5 separate regions of the Mus musculus genome follow, and all the other regions are linked to region 5. The links are chromatin contacts, called in public HiChIP or PLAC-seq and promoter capture Hi-C maps. All regions are on one chromosome and are shown on one strand. Each heading gives the region's core, a stretch centred on a gene start, on an enhancer-like site or on the middle of the called end of the contact. The rest is flanking DNA. Distances are from core to core; before and after follow the strand shown. Region 1 has its middle 28 kb from the start of Gm46274. Region 2 overlaps Usp34 (ubiquitin specific peptidase 34). Region 3 overlaps Gm51939 (a long non-coding RNA gene). Region 4 holds the start of Usp34 (ubiquitin specific peptidase 34). Region 5 holds the start of Zrsr1 (zinc finger (CCCH type), RNA binding motif and serine/arginine rich 1).

The links. Promoter capture Hi-C pulls out the DNA fragments that hold promoters and counts their contacts. HiChIP or PLAC-seq counts read pairs in DNA pulled down with a chosen protein or histone mark.
Region 1: a promoter capture Hi-C map of trophoblast stem cells shows a contact between it and region 5, with 6 times the contacts expected there. The contact joins the enhancer-like site here to the promoter of Zrsr1 in region 5. A contact is called at or near these places in 6 of 39 promoter capture datasets (the 3T3-L1 cell line, 3T3-L1-derived adipocytes, cranial neural crest and 3 more) and 1 of 115 datasets of contacts at active chromatin or transcription factors (large pre-B cells).
Region 2: an H3K4me3 HiChIP or PLAC-seq map of embryonic stem cells shows a contact between it and region 5, with 8 read pairs. The contact joins the enhancer-like site here to the promoter of Zrsr1 in region 5. A contact is called at or near these places in 17 of 39 promoter capture datasets (the 3T3-L1 cell line, 3T3-L1-derived adipocytes, the HPC-7 cell line and 12 more) and 6 of 115 datasets of contacts at active chromatin or transcription factors (astrocytes, embryonic basal ganglia, embryonic stem cells and 2 more).
Region 3: a contact with region 5 is called in a promoter capture Hi-C map of hippocampal neurons, with 3 times the contacts expected there. The contact joins the enhancer-like site here to the promoter of Zrsr1 in region 5. A contact is called at or near these places in 7 of 39 promoter capture datasets (the 3T3-L1 cell line, 3T3-L1-derived adipocytes, embryonic stem cells and 3 more), 1 of 15 datasets of contacts at CTCF or cohesin (large pre-B cells), 5 of 115 datasets of contacts at active chromatin or transcription factors (embryonic stem cells and large pre-B cells) and 3 of 9 other capture datasets (adipose tissue, embryonic stem cells and liver).
Region 4: an H3K4me3 HiChIP or PLAC-seq map of the SCID.adh cell line shows a contact between it and region 5, with 15 read pairs. The contact joins the promoter of Usp34 here to the promoter of Zrsr1 in region 5. A contact is called at or near these places in 6 of 39 promoter capture datasets (cranial neural crest, frontonasal cranial neural crest, liver and 3 more), 1 of 484 Hi-C or Micro-C datasets (embryonic stem cells), 20 of 115 datasets of contacts at active chromatin or transcription factors (the 230-238 cell line, the SCID.adh cell line, embryonic basal ganglia and 14 more) and 3 of 9 other capture datasets (adipose tissue, liver and pancreatic islet).

The regions. Positions count from the first base shown.
Region 1 is chr11:22,480,286-22,483,599 of GRCm38.p6, reverse strand. No RefSeq gene overlaps it. Among named protein-coding and RNA genes, the nearest start is that of Gm46274, 28 kb to the left of the region's middle. Within about 2 kb of position 1,364, at least 45 of the 459 cell types and tissues checked have an H3K27ac peak or open chromatin away from gene starts, as enhancers often do. A contact at or near this core is called in 3T3-L1-derived adipocytes and trophoblast stem cells, where this site is marked.
Region 2 is chr11:23,400,249-23,403,766 of GRCm38.p6, reverse strand. Usp34 (ubiquitin specific peptidase 34) reads right to left here. Exons shown (of 80, transcript NM_001190401.2): 30 at 2,189-2,314; 31 at 85-207. Among named protein-coding and RNA genes, the nearest start is that of Gm22753, 78 kb to the left of the region's middle. Within about 2 kb of position 2,191, at least 7 of the 459 cell types and tissues checked have an H3K27ac peak or open chromatin away from gene starts, as enhancers often do. A contact at or near this core is called in embryonic stem cells, where this site is marked.
Region 3 is chr11:22,559,149-22,562,509 of GRCm38.p6, reverse strand. The region is part of intron 1 of Gm51939 (a long non-coding RNA gene); the gene reads left to right. Among named protein-coding and RNA genes, the nearest start is that of Gm51939, 24 kb to the left of the region's middle. Within about 2 kb of position 1,474, at least 77 of the 459 cell types and tissues checked have an H3K27ac peak or open chromatin away from gene starts, as enhancers often do. A contact at or near this core is called in hippocampal neurons, where this site is marked.
Region 4 is chr11:23,305,251-23,308,413 of GRCm38.p6, reverse strand. Usp34 (ubiquitin specific peptidase 34) reads right to left here and starts at 1,519. Exons shown (of 80, transcript NM_001190401.2): 1 at 1,398-1,519. The coding sequence starts at 1,440.
Region 5 is chr11:22,970,360-22,973,745 of GRCm38.p6, reverse strand. It overlaps Zrsr1 (zinc finger (CCCH type), RNA binding motif and serine/arginine rich 1), which reads right to left and starts at 1,741. Exons shown (of 1, transcript NM_011663.3): 1 at 1-1,741. The coding sequence starts at 518. All of the region lies in intron 1 of Commd1 (COMM domain containing 1), which reads left to right.

The DNA.
Region 1 (3,314 bases), core at 115-2,614, 490 kb after region 5:
AAGGATTGAAAAGAAAGAGACATGGGTTTTGCAAATTGTATCTAATGTCTCTTTGCATACACTAGCAAGATTTTGCTGAAAGGACCCTGATATAGCTGTCTCTTGTGAGTTTATGCTGGGGCCAACAAACACAGAAGTGGATGCTCACAGTCAGCTATTGGAGGGATCACAGGGCCCCCAATGGAGGAGCTAGAGAAATTACCCAAAGAGCTAAAGGGATCTGCAACCCTGTAGGTGGAACAACAATATGAACTCACCAGTACTCCCTGGAGCTCGTGTCTCTAGCTGCATATGTAGCAGAAGATGGCCTAGTCGGCCATCAGTGGAAAGAGAGGCCCATTGGTCTTGCAAACTTTATATGCCTCAGTACAGGGGAACACCAGGGCCAAGAAGTCGGAGTGGGTGGGTAGGGGAGTGTGGGGGGAGGGCATGGGGGACTTTTAGGATAGTATTGGAAATGTAAATGAAGAAAATACCTAATTAAAAGAAAAGAAAAGAAAGAGACAATTTGACAATACTGCAGCATGGCCTCAGTCAATTCTGAGACTGAAGGCATGTTTATTTTTCCCCAATCCACTTTTATACCGTTTTAGTTACATGCAAGCAACAAGGGCAAACAGTACAATAAACACAAATAGTCAAGGGACAAACAAGGCAATAAGCAAAGTCCCGTGGTCACTCCTAAGATCACCGTTTCTAAGGGCTTGTCAGGATGACCAAGGTGTCTGAGTCTACTTCCTTGTCCAAGACCAAAATCACATCCTTGCCTGAGGTCTACTTCTTTGTTCTAGCCTAAAATCAAGATTCCTGCCTGAGTTTACTTCCTTGTCATGGCCTAAGGCCAGGTTCCTGCCTGAAACCCATTTTCTTGTCCTTGGCCAATGTCAGATTCCTGCCAAGTGGCCCCCCAAAGCTCCCCACAAACAACCATGTAGAACTGTGAGTGGTCAATAGGTGTGTGGCGTCATGCTAACAGACAGAATGTGCAAATGCAGCAAGGCCCATCTGTCCAGAGCTTTCTGGGTGTGGGCAGGAAGCCTGATGAAATGAGAACTGTGTGATTCACTATGCGGTAAAGAAATCACTATGCGGTAAAGAAATCACAGACTTTTCTTATGACTTCTGCCATACTAAAGGCAGGAAACAGGCTTAGTTTTTAGACCTTACTTTGGGGGAAAGGGTTCCAAGTTGGGTTTTCTGCCTTGGGGAAGAGAAATTTTAATGTCTATGTTAGATTGCCAATGGCAGCTCTAGAGTGATGGAAGGCAGAAGGAAAGAGAGGCGGGATCTGACCTTAGCAGGACTGGGTTTTTTGTTTTGTTTTGTTTTGTTCACATGTGCATGCAGATGGCCAAAATGCCTAGAGGGAAAGATGTGATGCAACCTTGTAGAGTGGAAATGATTTCTATAGTCCTTAGGGAAGCTGGGAAGTGTAGTCTTTCAGCAGGAAACTATTACTATGGTTTTTCTTGGAAGAAAGAAAGGGGAGGAGAGAGAAACAGAGGAAACAGTCAGAGAGAAAGACCACTATTTCAGAGACCTACTCCCTAGGTATTTACTTTGGGGTATTGTTTTTTGAGCTCCAATAACAAAGAAAATGGAAGGAACTAGTGTTTGAAATGTAATATTTAGTTAACAGTTAATGAAATAGTGAACACACTTACATGTAAGTCTGGAGTAAAAAAGGACCTTGTGTGTTAAATTGTGATTTCTCAGAGTCTCCTTGGCACCATGCCCTACTGGAGTAGCCAGGGTAACAGAGCCTGGCTTTAACTTCTGAAGCCTTTCTTTATTGCCTGCAAGCTTCTCTCAAGTCACACAGGCACTGGGGTTGGGGTAGCTGGGAGAGGGTGAGGGGGTATGGCAGGAAAATGATTTTTTGATCTTTCAAGATGCAACTAGGATTTCAAATTGCTTGGTTATAGCAAGTCAGTTGAGTTTTATTTTCTTATATTCCCAAGTAAAAGGGATGCTGGTTCTTTTAAAGGCTTTGGGAAGGACAAACTTTATTTAAAAGTTGGCACTTAGGGTGGAAAACTGGCTCAAATTTGAATGATATGGTACTATTCTATGCTTTCACCAGTATTTGTCAGAACTTTTGAGGTCTGAAAACTCGAAGGTAAGGAAATGTCAGTTTCTAAATGGCAGGCCGTGATCCCACCACGTTCTCACAGAAGCAGTGCAGAGAGCTAGAGGCTGTGGAGAGAAGCAGAGTTTTCTGTTTCTTGGGCCCTTCCCTTTTTGTTACTCACCAGATGCCTCTTTAATTCCCTCTGTGACTTTCAAGGAAAACATCTTCAGGCTTTAACTTCACAGAGCTGTTGAGCAAATCACCAGTGCTGTTTGTTTCTTTGTTTACTTTTATAGATCTGGATTATCATAATTCCTCCCATTTGTTTGAGGTTTCCCATTTTTACAGTACCTTATGCTTTTAATCCTCACAATAAACACTGGTATGAGGGTCCAGATGGCTCCTCAACTCCCACTGACTTGACACCTCTGCTTTATGACTTTAACTATAAAAGGGACTATCCTGGTGTTGGCCAAATCCTACCCTAGTGACTGCCTGCCTGACTCTCAGAGGTGATGGGGAAAAGAGGACTCCTTTGATGTCAGTTCTAGGACATCAAAGAAGAAAAACTTTAGGTTCCTGGATGAGATGCAAGTGAAGCGAATCCACATCCGGTCTGCTCTGGAACACTCAGGACAGGGCTGGTGATGGTGTGCATCCATGTTGAGGAGGCACTGTTCCTAAACTGCTGGGGAAGACTTTCTGTCAAGCAGACCTGTGGGGTCACCTTGGGAAGAAAGCTGGCAGAAGAGAGATATCTTGGGAAGAACCCACAAGAACCCACACATAGAATTTCATCAAGGAATTTGCCTTCAAAATGATTTGTCTGCTAAAAATGAAGCATACTGTGTGCTATAGATATAAAAGATAATGTATGCTATAGGTGTCCAATATTAATAAAATCATGAGCAGAAGTGGGAAGAGGATCAGGAGTATCTGGAGGAAGAGGAGAAAACACAGCAATGGAGAAAAACAGCTTTTAGGGAAATTTCTCCTTATAGTGAAGTGCAAACTGTGTGTTCCAGCATTGTTGTGTAGCCAATTAATCTATTCACTTCAATCCTGGCAGCTGCAGCAGGCTCCTCACTACCCACCCCAGTGTTCTGGGTTCCCTAATGAAAGACACACACACACAGCCTTTATATTTTTTCTATGCCTTAAACAGCTCAATGACTGGGCCACTTCCTACCCTCCACATGGCTAATCTAATTCCCTCTGATATTCCCAAGTTATTTCTTACTAA
Region 2 (3,518 bases), core at 942-3,441, 430 kb before region 5:
AACAATATTCTAGAATGAAATAGTAGGATGATTTGGAATTCTGAGAGAGTAAAGTCTTTAATGATAATACTGATCTGTAATTACCGTTGACTCTCTTCTTATTCTTCTGTTAGGTTTTCCTAGTGCTTCAATAATCTCAAGAGCATATAACAACTTATGAGCACTCTTAATTTTGAGAAGTTCCTTCCAATTAAGTCCATCATTGCTCTTAAATTACAAAAAAGAAAAACAGGTTTAGCAAGACAACTTTCTAGATAATTCTCTGAAGTCCTAAAACTCATAAAAATACTAGCACGAAACACAGATATTGCACACTTTAAAAACATCAAAATCTAAGACAAAAAGAAATGGTATCGGCAGCATGTTTAAAGTACAAACCATTCATTAAATATTGTTAAAATTAAAGATTTTATCAAAAAAAGCACAGAAAAATAATTAAATTAGAAATTGCTGTCTCTGCTATCAATGTATGAACTAATGTTGGCATAATATGTAGCTTTGAAATGTTATTACTAAAGTGATCACAAACCACATTCTAGAGCCAATCCTTTTTCAAGTCAAGTAATTTAAGAAGTCAGACTTCTGAACTCATATGATGGTGTGGCAAATCAGATAGTGAGTGGTATGTAACAATACGCCATTTGTTTTTTTTTTTATTCATTACACATGAGTCTTGCAATAGATCTTCCTTGAAGAAACCCCTTGTTATGTAGCTTTTAAAAGCATTCTTGGGGAGGTCTGGAGAGATAGCTCAGTGGTTAAGAGCACTGACTGCTCTTCCAAAAGGTCCTGAGTTCAAATCCCAGCAACCACCTGTAATGAGTTGTGACGCCCTCTCTTAGTGTGTCTGAAGACAGCTACAGTGTACTTACATGTAATAAATAAATAAATAAATCTTAAAAAAAAAAAAAAAAGCATTCTTGGGCTAGGTGTGGAGGCACACACCTTTTATCTCAGGGCTTGGCAAAGGAAGGCAGATCTTTTTTTAGTTCAAGGACAACCTAGGATATATGATGATTTCCATGCCAACCAGGGCTACATAGTCAGTCCCTGCCTCCAAAGGAGGGTAGCTAATGTTTCCTACCTCAAAGAGGGGATGGAAAGATGACTAAGAGGTTAAGAATATATATGGCTCGTGTTATGGTTCCCAGCATCAATGTAGAGTGGCTAAAAACTACTTGTAACTACCACTCCTGGGGATGCAACACCCTCTTCTGCCTCCATAGGGACCTCACTCACGTACATACATGTACTCTCAAGAACTTAGCATTGAAAGAAAATAGCATAAATCTCTTTGTAATGTAATCTTTCACTGTAAAGGCATTTACAATGATATCCAACACTTTCTATACGTAATCTGATATTATAGAAGAAACATTAACTATGTATTAAATTCTGTTGCCTTGTTTTTACAATTCTGTCATTGGATCTGTATAACAACCTAAAACAAGGTCTGATGGCTGTTACTTCATCATCACATTATATTTATCTCAATTTTCCTAGTTTTGCTGTCAAAAAGAAATATTCAAAACATACAAGTTTTTAAAAACCTTATCAATAAAAGCACTACTCTGGGGCTGGAGAGATGGCTCAGTAATTAAAAGTACTTATTGCTCTTGAAGAGGACTCAGATTCAATTCCTAGCACCCAATGGCAGTTCAGTCATCCACAACTCTAGTTCCAGGGGAACCAACACCTTCTTCTGGTTTCTGCAGTGCCAGGCATGCACACGGTGCACAGATATATACAAACAAATCACTCATACATGTAATACACAAAATCTTTTTTTAAAAGGCAAATTCCTATTTTTCTAAAGACAATTTAACAAAAGATCACTTGCATTTTACTTATGTTACATAACTTTTAAAAAAATGATATTTAAATTGACACTTTTTTCCTATTAAATTAGCAAAAGGAGATTACTGAGATAGCTCAATCAGTAACATATTTACCTCAGAAACATAAAGTTGGATCCCAAGTACCCTTTGAAAAAGTTGAGCATAGCTGTCACATGTCTGTATTACTGCCATTGAGAGGGCAGAGGTGTGTGTGTGTGTGTGTGTGTGTGTGTGTGTGTAGCAGGGATGATGATGGTGGTGGTGGTGGTATCCAAAGAGGACCTCTAGCCTCCATCTATCTCTGTACACAAACACTGCTGGGAGAGTACAAAGCCTGCGGGTGGGCTCACCTGCTCGTCTGAGACATTCTGGAATGCCGTCAGCATGTTGGGACAAGTCGGAAGAAGCATCAGCAACTCCCAGACACGCCTTGAAAGATTTTCTGCATGAAGATGAAGTTCTTCACATTTTAAACTCTACATAAAATAAGAACACTATTTTATCAATAGATCAGAAGAAATAAAAAATTTAACTTCAATTTTAAAAACTGTTTTGCGAAAATTTCCTACCCTTACTTTTAAAAATGTCTGAAAATTTAATACTATGTTTCTTAGGATAAATGTATCCAAGAAAATGATTAGGTGGAAGTAGCATTTTTCAACTTCTCATTAACATTCTCTTTTTTTGTTTGTTTTTTATGTATGAAAGCTCTGCTGCATGTACACCTGCAGGCCAGAGGAGGGCATCAGATCCCTTTATAGATTGTCCTGAGCCACCATGTCGGTGCTGGGAGTTCAAACTCAGGACCTCAGTAAGAGCAGCCTGCGCTCTTAACTGCTCTGCAATCATTCCAGCGCCTCGGCATTTTTTATATTAGCTGATCATTGTTCCCAAGCAACTTTTGAAATAGAAGTTTATCCGTGTTTCATAATTTCCACGTCTCTTTCTTATTTCTTCGCAGATTATCATTCTATGTACAACAAAAACTCACTAAGTTAAATTCTGACCTATTTGTGAAGAGATTAAAGGAAAGCACAATTTTTAATGAACCTGAATTTTGCCGTTATCATTTGATAAAACTTAAGTTGAAAAAGGTGAGCAAATAAAACAAAGACTAGAAAAAGGATGCTTTCAAAAACACATTTAAAAAGCAAGTTTTCATCCATTGCCCAAGTAAGGCAGCATGGCAGAAGGGGAAAAAAGATAAAACCTAACACCCTGGTATTTTCCATAGAGTATAAATGAATTTATTATTATACTGCTACTACTATAACTGTAATTCCCAGTGTTAATGAAATGCGCTGAATACCAAAGAAATATTCTGTAAGTAACAACAATGATCTAATGACAATCATTTTACTAAGCTAATATAAAGTGGTCCTTCTGTATATGTGGTATTTTGGGTCTAGGATCTACAAGCACACGATCATCTATACTTACATAAATTCAATATATAAAAGATATGGCAAAGCTTTGTAAGCTGTGGTGTATGCCTATATATTCCCAGCATCCAGGGAGCTGAAGAGGAGGAGTTTTAGTTTAAGGGCAAGTTGGGTCTTCGAGTAATATTCTGTCTAGAGGTGTGTGTCAAGAAGGTGGGGTGTGGGGAGAGAAGACTATGCAGAAGGATAAAGAGTTCAATCAAGGTAAGCCTCAGCTACATACTGAATTTGAGAGCAG
Region 3 (3,361 bases), core at 225-2,724, 410 kb after region 5:
CCTAGAACAGCTTGGCCTCCAGGAAAGGAACTAAAGTCAAACACACTTGGGACAGGTTACTCTCAGGATGAGTGATGAGTCTGATTCTTCACGTTCCAGCCCCTAAGCATTTGCCTCAAATGATCAAAATGACAAGGCAGGAATGTTTTTGTAGGAGAGCCCGATACTGTTTCCAGTGTATTTTCCACTTGCATAACTTTGCTTTTGTCCCTGAATAGAGCATAAGGTGGAGTGTTCTCCACTGAAATAATAAAAATCTCTTTCCTGGCATGTACGTATTCAGATCTGTGCCTGATACTGTGTGTGTTATTAACTATAGCTAGGTTTGCTGAGAGCAAAGTGTTTTTATCTTTGGTGAGGAAATTTGTGAACTCTTGGTTGCTTGGCCTCCACGAGTGGAGGAAGCATTGTGGCAGCGGCTTGAGAGGTCTTAGGCTTTTGGAGTGTGTGTGTGTGTGTGTGTTTCATTTTTCAATCTATTTGTTGGTTTGGGTTTATTTGTAAAAGGGCTTATTCCATCTCATGCAGCAAGAGCTGTTTTACCGCCCAGGGAGCTGTTTTTGTAGCTTTACAGACTCAAGTTTTCAAAATAAGCCAGACACCCCTTTGTGGAAGTTTTGTGTGAGAAGGAGTCATACAATAACGCTCTAAGTGTATGTGTGTGTTAACCTCATAAACAAAAATCAGAAATGGAAAGAAAACAAGTAAAAATTTGCATTAAGATGTTATAATGGATGAAAGGAGGGTAAGATTGCTTACTGGACAAGCATGAAGAACTGAGTTCACATTTTAGTACCAGTGATAATAATGATAATAATAATAATAAATAATAATAAGCCTGGCGTGGCCACAGGAGCCTACCTAAGCATTGTACAGGATGGAGATAGGACCACCCCTGAGGCTTGCTGGTTACTAACTTAGCTTCAAGTTGAGTGAGAGATCCTGTCTTCAAAGAATAAGGACACCTAATGTCCTTCTCTGACCTTGCTGAGTGCGCATACTGGTTCATGCATCAGTATACACATGTGCATATACAGTACACTCAAGCATTCCTGTGTGCGCACACACAAGGACACACATATGCACACACAGACACACACAGACCCAGACATACATGCATGCTCGTGTGCACACAGACATATACAGACACAGACACACATACACATACACACGCATACATATGCACACAGACACACAGACATACAGACATAGTCTCTCTCTCTCTCTCATTACTAAGTAGCTTGTACATTTGAGCCCTGTGGCTTCCTCATCCATGCACTGCTGAATCAGTGAGCGTCTCCTTGTTTCTCCAGGACCAAAAACTGATTTCAAAAACTATTTGCCTGGTATTTTGTAAACCTTTATCATACATGCTGATGAGAACCCGCAGCTTCTCATCTAAGCTTTAAAAATGTAGAAGCCCTGATTCATGGCTTTGTAGAGCTGCAGAGGACTGAAGAAGCTGGGATTGTGTGCTAACAAGCAACTCTCTCATTCTCAGCGTTCCAATTCAGTCCCTTTCTGGAGAAACAGGGCAGTGTATGGGCGGCTTAGCTGGCTCAGAGCCAGCGAGGATGCAAATAGCTTTTTTCAGAACTGCCTTCTTCCCACCCTGCTGGCTGGCCCCATGTCTTCTCTGGCTTCTCAGCTTGTATCTGCTGGATTTCTGCTTTATAAAAACCAGCTATCAGTTTTATTTTAAGGGAGGTGGGGGGGCAGGTGTGGTTGCCAACTCATTGCAAAGCCTGTCTGCTTCCCAGCTTCACCAGTGGCCTCTTGCTCCAGGCCTCTTGGCTGTTTGAAATAGGAAAGGGGTGGGTCTGGGGAGCCCAGAGTTACCCCCACCTAACACTTTTCATTTGTTCTGCATTCTAAGTTTTGGCTGTAAGTCTCATAAGGATGTAACAGCATCTTCCTCATCCTAGAACGTCCAGGGTCTGCCAGGGCAAAGGACTTCAATGAATCTGTAGAACAGAACTATAGGCAAGCTACTGAATATCTCAGTTTGAATTCCAGTTCAAATAGCACTCTGGGTCTTTTTAGACCACCCCTCATACAGTTTTCTCATTTGCAAAGCAGGAAAAGTCACTGTAATCACAACAGTAACATAATACAACAATAATACAACCAGCCATGTGTTGTACAACCCCATTTCAGCCAGTGACAGACATATACAAAAGAGATCCTGATGCCAGCTGCTACTGGGAGGGCTGGAGGGAGGGGTTTCAGGTTCTTTCCTCAAAGAACTGAGCAGAGACAGGCAGTTTATTAAATGACAGTGTGCTCTGATGGAGAAGGAAGAAGACTGGAGCAGAGAAAGGGGTTGGCACCACGGTATAAGAGTGGAAGCTTTTATGTCACACAGTATGGGCTTTCTGGGTCATCTTTTTTTTTTTTTTTTTTTTTTTTTTAAAGATTTATTTATTTATTTATTTATTATATGTAAGTACATTGTAGCTGTCTTCAGACACTCCAGAAGAGGGGGTCAGATCTTGTTACGGATGGTTGTGAGCCACCATGTGGTTGCTGGGATTTGAACTCTGCACCTTCGGAAGAGCAGTCAGGTGCTCTAACCCACTGGGCCATCTCACCAGCCCCTGGGTCATCTTTTTAACATGGACTTTTTTATGCATACTCTGTCACCTGTAATTTTATGCATAATTTCATGACTTACATATCTGATTAGCATCTTAAACCTGTACTCAGGGGTATCTGTTTTTGTATTTAAAAATTTTAAAAATTTGTATATGTGCATGTGTGTGCCCGGGTATACGAATATGTTTGCACACAGGTCTATTGGTCAGAGGACACTTTTGGGGTTGGCTCTTATGTGTCTCCTTTTGTTTCTGTGACTTTGCAGTGCACTCTGGGCTAGCTGTCCTCTCCCATTTCACTAGTGCTAGGATTGTGTGTGCCACCACATCCAGCTTTGGTGATTTCTGGGCATGGAGCTCAGGTCACTAGGCTTTTCCCCCCGGGCCATCTCCCTGGTTATTAACATAGTTTTTTTTGTTTTGCTTTAAGATTTACTTTTATTTTATGTATGTTTTGCCTACATGTGTGCAGACTGTTGTGATCTGCTCTGTAGGTTCTAGGAACTGAATGCTTACCCCCTGCAAGAGCAGCAAGTGCTCTTAGCTGCTGGATCTCCTGTATTACAGAGCCACAGGTCACCTTTGGACGCTCTGCTGTATGGCTGCGTTTACCAATAGCTGGTTTTAGTCAGTCTTGCCAAGGATTTTCCAGCCTTCTTTGTCAATGTGTTTTGTTGTTGTTTTAATATGTTCATTTTGTTAGGCTTTGTGCAAGGTCTTCTGGACTTCTCTCTCTACCCAGTTCTCCCACCTCAGGACATAAGGTT
Region 4 (3,163 bases), core at 270-2,769, 330 kb before region 5:
CACTCACAGGAATATATCTGTAAACAGACACACACATACCTACAGAATCTTTAAATCACTTCTCCCAAACTATTTTTCCTAAAGTATACTAAACAATTAAGTACTTTCAAGTTGGAGAACAGAGAGTCACAATCATCAATGTATTTCTAAGATACAAAATGTTTTACTGAAATAAGTACTAAGGAACTATGTTTACCATATCACTTCTACCAAGAATGAAATTTATGTCAAAATAGGAATAACCTTATAAAATACTAGGAAAATGTAGGATGACACAGATATGGGAAAATGTAGTTTGAATATATACAAAACACCTACTTTAATCTGTCAGGAACTAAATACATAGCTGAAAATAAATTATAAACCTTTTAGCCATTAAAGTGAAACTCAAGCACATAATAAAGTAAAAATTAAGCAACCAAAAGGGAATTACAATCTACAAATAGACTTTTTAAATGAATGAATTAAAAGGAATAAGTAGTTTCGAAATCTGTCAAAATATCACACTGAATATAAATTCCAATACCTCAAATGAATATTTGTCACAAATCAAGTTTGTGTAAATTATCTTTTCATCTAAACCACCTCTGGGCCCACAAGTGGCTGACGTGCAATATTCCCTGTTTCTTAAGCAGAAATGCAATCTTGCAAGGCCAAAAATAAAATATGTAATACAATAATAAAGAATAAGGAGTAAGGCCTCTCATTTTCAGAGACAGACCATGACTAACTCGGGGTGGTTGTCGTTGGTAGAGATCTCCTTATAATAGACTTTACTACTTAAACGACGAATGGTACTAAAGAAATACTATCACCTTTATTTTTAATTAAGGTAAGACGGTTCCAATCATCACTATTGCAGTTCAATTTCTGCTATTTAAGGGCTGGCAGATGGATTGAATACACCCACACACCCTCAAGGGATGGAAAAATCACCACCCTTCTCCCACGGACTTTAACGAAAATTAGCAGGTAAGCGAGGCCTCCCCAGCACGCTGGAAATCAAAGAGGGCGGCCCTGAGGCTCGGACTGCAGAGCAAAGCCTAGTCCTCCGACCCCACCTCCCCACACCTTCCTCGAAGGGGGAAAGGGGCGGAAGGGCTCATTAGTGCCTTCATTAATTGACACCTGTAATGAGGAAACTTTCCGAGACCGCCCAAGCCGGACCCGGCCGGGGCTGCGCCGCGGCCTCTCGGGCGCCCAGGTAACCCGGCGGCCTGGGCCCGAGGCGCCGCGACGGCCGCCGCCACCACGCACCTTCCCGGGCACACAGGCCCGTACGCCGGGCCGGCCCGGTCGCCGCAGCCCGCAGGCCGGGAAGGCAGGCAAGGCGGGAGAGCACAGCCCAGGGACCCCCAAACCGTGCACCCCGACGGGTCCCCTACCCGGCGACTTACTTTCATTTAACACCTCCACCAGGTCTGCGCAGTTCTCGCACATCGTTCGGCCGCCGCCCCCCCCTCCCCCGCTTAGGATCGCGCTGACTGATCCCGACCGGCGGGGGGGAGGGGACGGAGGCAGGGGAGGGGGCCGGCCTGCCGGCGGGGCGGGGAAGCGACGAGGGCGGGCGGCGGCGGCGAGGACGGGGCGGGGAGCCGCGGGTGGGGGAGGGGGCCGGCGGGCCCGGGAGCGGGAGCGGGCGGGGGCGAGGAGGGGGGCGAGGGGAGCGCAGGCCTCAGGGGCGCCTAGGCGCCGGCGGCGGGGGAAGGGGGAAGGACGGGGGAGGGGAGAGGGAGGGGTGGGTGGGGAGAGAAGCAGCAGAGTCACTTCACCACCGACCAGACGCCGCGGCCACCGCCGCCGCCGCCGCCATTTTAATGGAGCGCTCGGGCTGCGCTCGGCTCTTTCCGCCCAGGCGAAGGAGCCGAAGAGAGGCGCCTCGCGCACTCATTCCTCCGCCCTCCTCGCTGCCCCCGCCCTCCGCCTCTCTCCGCACACACGCCGCACGCCCTGCCGGAGCCGCTGGCCGCCCTCCCTTTCCTCTTCCGTCCGGCCTCCCCGCCCTCGGTCCACCCCCTGTGCGCGCTCGCCCTCCCCGCCCAGCCGGATCTCTGTCAGCGGCCGGAAGGGGAGCGCGCCGCCCGCCGCCGCGGGGGGAGGCGGGTGAGTGGAAGATGGCGGAGGCTGCGGGCGGGTCGCGGGTACGCGGCCTCTCCCGCCCCTACGGGCTCCGCGCTCCGGGAGACTCGGCCGGAGCCGCGACGGATGGCCCGCCCCGTCCCCTGCCGCGGCGCGGCGCCTCCTGATCTCCCGCACCCCCGAGGGGAAGCGGTGAAGTTTGCCTGTCCTTCGGGTACTTTGAGGGTGGAGACGGCCGCGGGTCAGCAGATGCTGGCAACGCCGCGGCTCGCTCCCCACCTGGCTTCGGGAGAATGGAACAGCCCAGGGCGCGTCTTAACCTGAATCCCTGTTTATCTCAGCCGTGCGGTTCTGTGAGGCTCATGGATCCTCAGCAGTGAAACACCTTGACAGGACTAGAAATGGCGCGGTTGAGAAACCGTGACACCTCGTTTTTACGCACGAGGTCTTACAACGTGTGTGTCTACCCATTCATTCTTCATCGGAAACGCTCTATTAGGCTTTTTCATCAGAGAGAGACAGCGAGAGCTAGTACCGTGAGGAACGAAGCCTGGCGTGATGGTTTACGACAGTACTTCCTAAATGCAGGCAGGAGGGTTGCTCCGAGTTCGAAGGCAGCCTGAGCGACTTTTATAACCCCATTTGCCCAGTGCCAAAAGAAATGGAGCCAGGAGTGGAAAACAAGTGAAAGGGACACCCAACTTAAGTTTGGTATTGCATTAAGAACTAGAAGCTCGGGCTGGTGAGATGGCTCAGTGGGTAAGAGCACCCGACTGCTCTTTCGAAGGTCCGAAGTTCAAATCCCAGCAACCACATGGTGGCTCACAACCACCCGTAATGAGATCTGATGCCCTCTTCTGGTGCGTCTGAAGACAGCTACAGTGTACTTACATATATAATAAATAAATAAATCTTAAAAAAAAAAAAAAAAAAAAAAAAGAACTAGAAGCTCAGAAAGATGGCTCAGCAATAAGAGCACTTGAAACTCTTGCGGAGGATCCAGATTCAATTCCCAGCACCCACATGGTGCTCATAACCATCTATATCCTGTTCCAGGGCATTCGAATCCCTCTTCAGACTTCTG
Region 5 (3,386 bases), core at 492-2,991:
CTGCACGCTCCCGTTTTATTGTAGAAGGGACAACTGGGTCGATATTTCTCCAGCCTTAAATCCTTGGGTGGTTCCGGGTTCTGCCAAATGCGCTCATTTTCAGCCTGGTCCAGCATTTTCTGCACCGCTTCCTCCCTCTCTCTCTTCTCCTGTAGCTTCTGCTCCTCCTCCTCTCTCTGTTTTTTCTGTTGTTCTTCCCACTCGGCCTTTATTTGTCTCTCCTGTTCTTCCTTCTGTTTTCTAGCGGCCTCTTCCTTTTTCTTCTTTATTCTGAATTCTTCTTGCGCCTTCTCCTCCCTCAGCAGCCACTCTTCATGTAATCTTTGCCGCTCTATCTCCAGTAATCGCTCTGCAAGTTCTTCGTTAGCAGAAACATCATCGTCCTCCTCTGGTGGGGCTTCCAGAGCTCTCAGCCGAGCCATTTTCTGCCGACGTTTCTTGCGTTTCTCCTTCTTCATTGCCGCCTTGTATTGTTTTCGGCTGAGTTTCTCAGGAATCGCGGTCTGCCGTGATGCCATTTTACCGCAGAGCGGGGGGGGGGGGGGGGGGGGGGGGGGGGGGGGGGGGGGCTCTTCCCGGATCTCGCGATAATCTCTTTTTCTCACGCTGTGGATTGAAAATGTCGCCCGCTGCTAAGTTGTTCTGCTGTTTAATGTTCGTTACCTTCCTGGACAGCAACTTCAGGGTGGCACCATTCAGCCCAGTTGACTTTCCTTTCCACCAGCCTAGAAAGCTTGAACCAGCTGAGTCACCGGCGTGTTTGCGCAATGCAGCAACCAGTAGTTGAATGTGCGCATGCGCAGTCGAAGGCCAGTGTTTGCGTTGGAATGTGGGCTGTACCGCCTACCTGCGCAGTCACTCGGTTATCCGCAGTACGTAGGCCTGCCTGCGCAGTTATCCGGTTATCCGTGGTACTGCCAGCCTGCGCAATTACCCGGTTATCCAGTTACCCGTGATAAAGCCTATCCGTGCAGTTACCCGGTTGTCCGGTTATCCGTGGCACAGCCTGCCTGCGCAGTGACCCGATTATCCAGTTATCCCACGCAGTTACCCACTTATCCGTGGTAGGCCTGCGCAGTTACCCAGTTTTCGGAGGTACGGATGGTCTGCGCAGTTACCCGATTATCCAGTTATCCGCAGTACGGCCTGCCTGGGCAGTCACCCGGTTATCCGTTTATCCGCAGTACATAGGCCTGCCCATGCAGTTACCCGGCCGGGCCGGTATGGCCGGCTTGCGCAGTTATCCGTCTATCCAGTTATCCGTGGTATGGCCTGCCTGCGCAGTTACCCAATTATCTGTGGGGCGGCCGCAGTTACCAATTATCCGCGATTATCCGTGGTACAGCCAGCCTGCGCAGTTACCTGGCTATCCGCAGTACGGCCTGCCTGCGCAGTTACCCAGGTATCCGTGGTTATCTGTGGTACGGCCAGCCTATGCAGTTACTGGTTATGCATGGCACAGCTGGCCTGTGCAGTTACCCGGTTATCCGCTTTAAGGCCAGCCTCCGTGGCATGGCCGGCCTGCGCAGTTACCTGGTTATCCGTAGTATGATCAGCCTACGTAGTTACCCGGTTATCCATGGTACAGCTGGAACAGTGGTTATCTGCCTTACCGACCGGCCTGCGCAGTTGCGGGTGGTTATCTGCAGTACGGTCCGCCTGCGCAGTCATCCAGGTATCTGCAGTTATCCGCAGTATGTCTGATCTGCGCAGTTACCCTGTAATCTGCAGTTACGTCTTTACTCCGGGAAAGGCAGGCCTGCGCAGTACGATTTACTGCTTTTTTTGTCTCCGCCCCCTGCAGTGGGAGTGCTCCTGCAGTAAGAATGCTCAGCCCTGAGCCGGGGCAGGCTTGTCTCACTGCAGGGCACCCCTCCATGCCGGTGCTGGCAGCTCACCTTCCCGGGCTTGTTTATGTGGGTGCTGGGAATAGAAATTAAGTTCTTATATTTGTTTGTCAAGGGCTTTACCAGGTAAACCGTTTTTCTGGCTTCAGCTCCTCACTCTTGTGGAAAGTAAGGGGTTTTGGTTTTGTTGTTGTTTTGTTTTTTAAATATTGAATGTGGGCCTGGTGTGGTGTCGCACGCCTTTAATCCCAGCACTCGGGAGGCAAAGGCAGGCGGATTTCTGAGTTCGAGGCCAGCCTGGTCTACAGTGTGAGTTCCAGGACAGCCAGGGCTACACAGAGAAACCCTGTCTCGAAAAACCAAGGGAATAAAAAATTGAATGTGTTTTGTTTTTTGCAAACACATTCCTTTCATTTGTTCTGTAATGTAGTTTTGTGGGGTATTCACCAGAGAAGACTGCTCAGACAAGTGTTTAAGCCAAGAAAAAAATCTTTTATTTTTGTTTGTTTGTTTGTTTGTTTTTTCAGAGACAAGGGTTTTACTGTGTAGCTGTGGCTGTCCTGGAACTTGCTCTGTAGACTAGACTGGCCTTGCATCATGCTATGTTTAGGTATGATCCCCATAGGCTCTTATGCTTGCACAAGCCTATAGGGGCCAGGGAGTAGAATGTGATGGTTTGTATAGGGAGTGGCACTGTTAGAAGCTGTGGCCTTGCTGGAGTAAGTGTGTCATTGGCTTTAAGACCCACATCCTAGATGCCTGGAAGCTAGTCTTCTAGCAGCTTTCAGATGAAGATGTCAGACTCTCAGCTCTTCCTGCACCATGCCTGTGTGCTACCGTGTTCCTGCCTTGATGGTAATGGACTGAACCTCTGAATCTGTAAGCCAGCCCTAGTTAAATGTTGTCCTTTATAAGACTTGCCTTGGTCATGGTGTCTATTCACAGCAGTAAAACCCTAACTAAGAAGAAAGCTCTGCCTGCCTCTGTGTCACAAGAAAGAAGGTAGATACCTGTGTATAGCAAAAGTTATATTTTATGCTGAGGGTCATCATACAAGGTTCACACTTTAAATTTCTAAATATGGTCCTAAGTCTTTATCCCCAAGGTGCTCACCTGTGTGATGTATCTTAGCTGGAGGTCAGGTCCAGTCTTACAGAAGTCTCTGATTTGAGGGTCAGGATCCTGGGGAGACTGTCCAGCCACAGGGTTCATCTAGGAGGTATCACTCCAGATATGCAGAGCAGTCCGCATCATGGGGTTTATACCTGTATCAGGTTCTCTTGAGTGTGTGAAGTTGCTGGGTTCTGGGTATCAGACACAGTGTTGGCTGTAGTGGAGGTCCTGACTAAGCTATTTTTACATGTGTAAAGACTTTTAAAAAAATACTATACTGATTACACTGCTTCCTGAGTGCCGGGATTAAAGGGCTACAATGCTGTCACTCAGCTAGAAAATCTTTATTAGGCTGCTGGTACTACACTGTGTGTTTGGGACTGCAGTGCAACACTGAGCCTTTCTCAGGGTGACCTTTTAAGCACC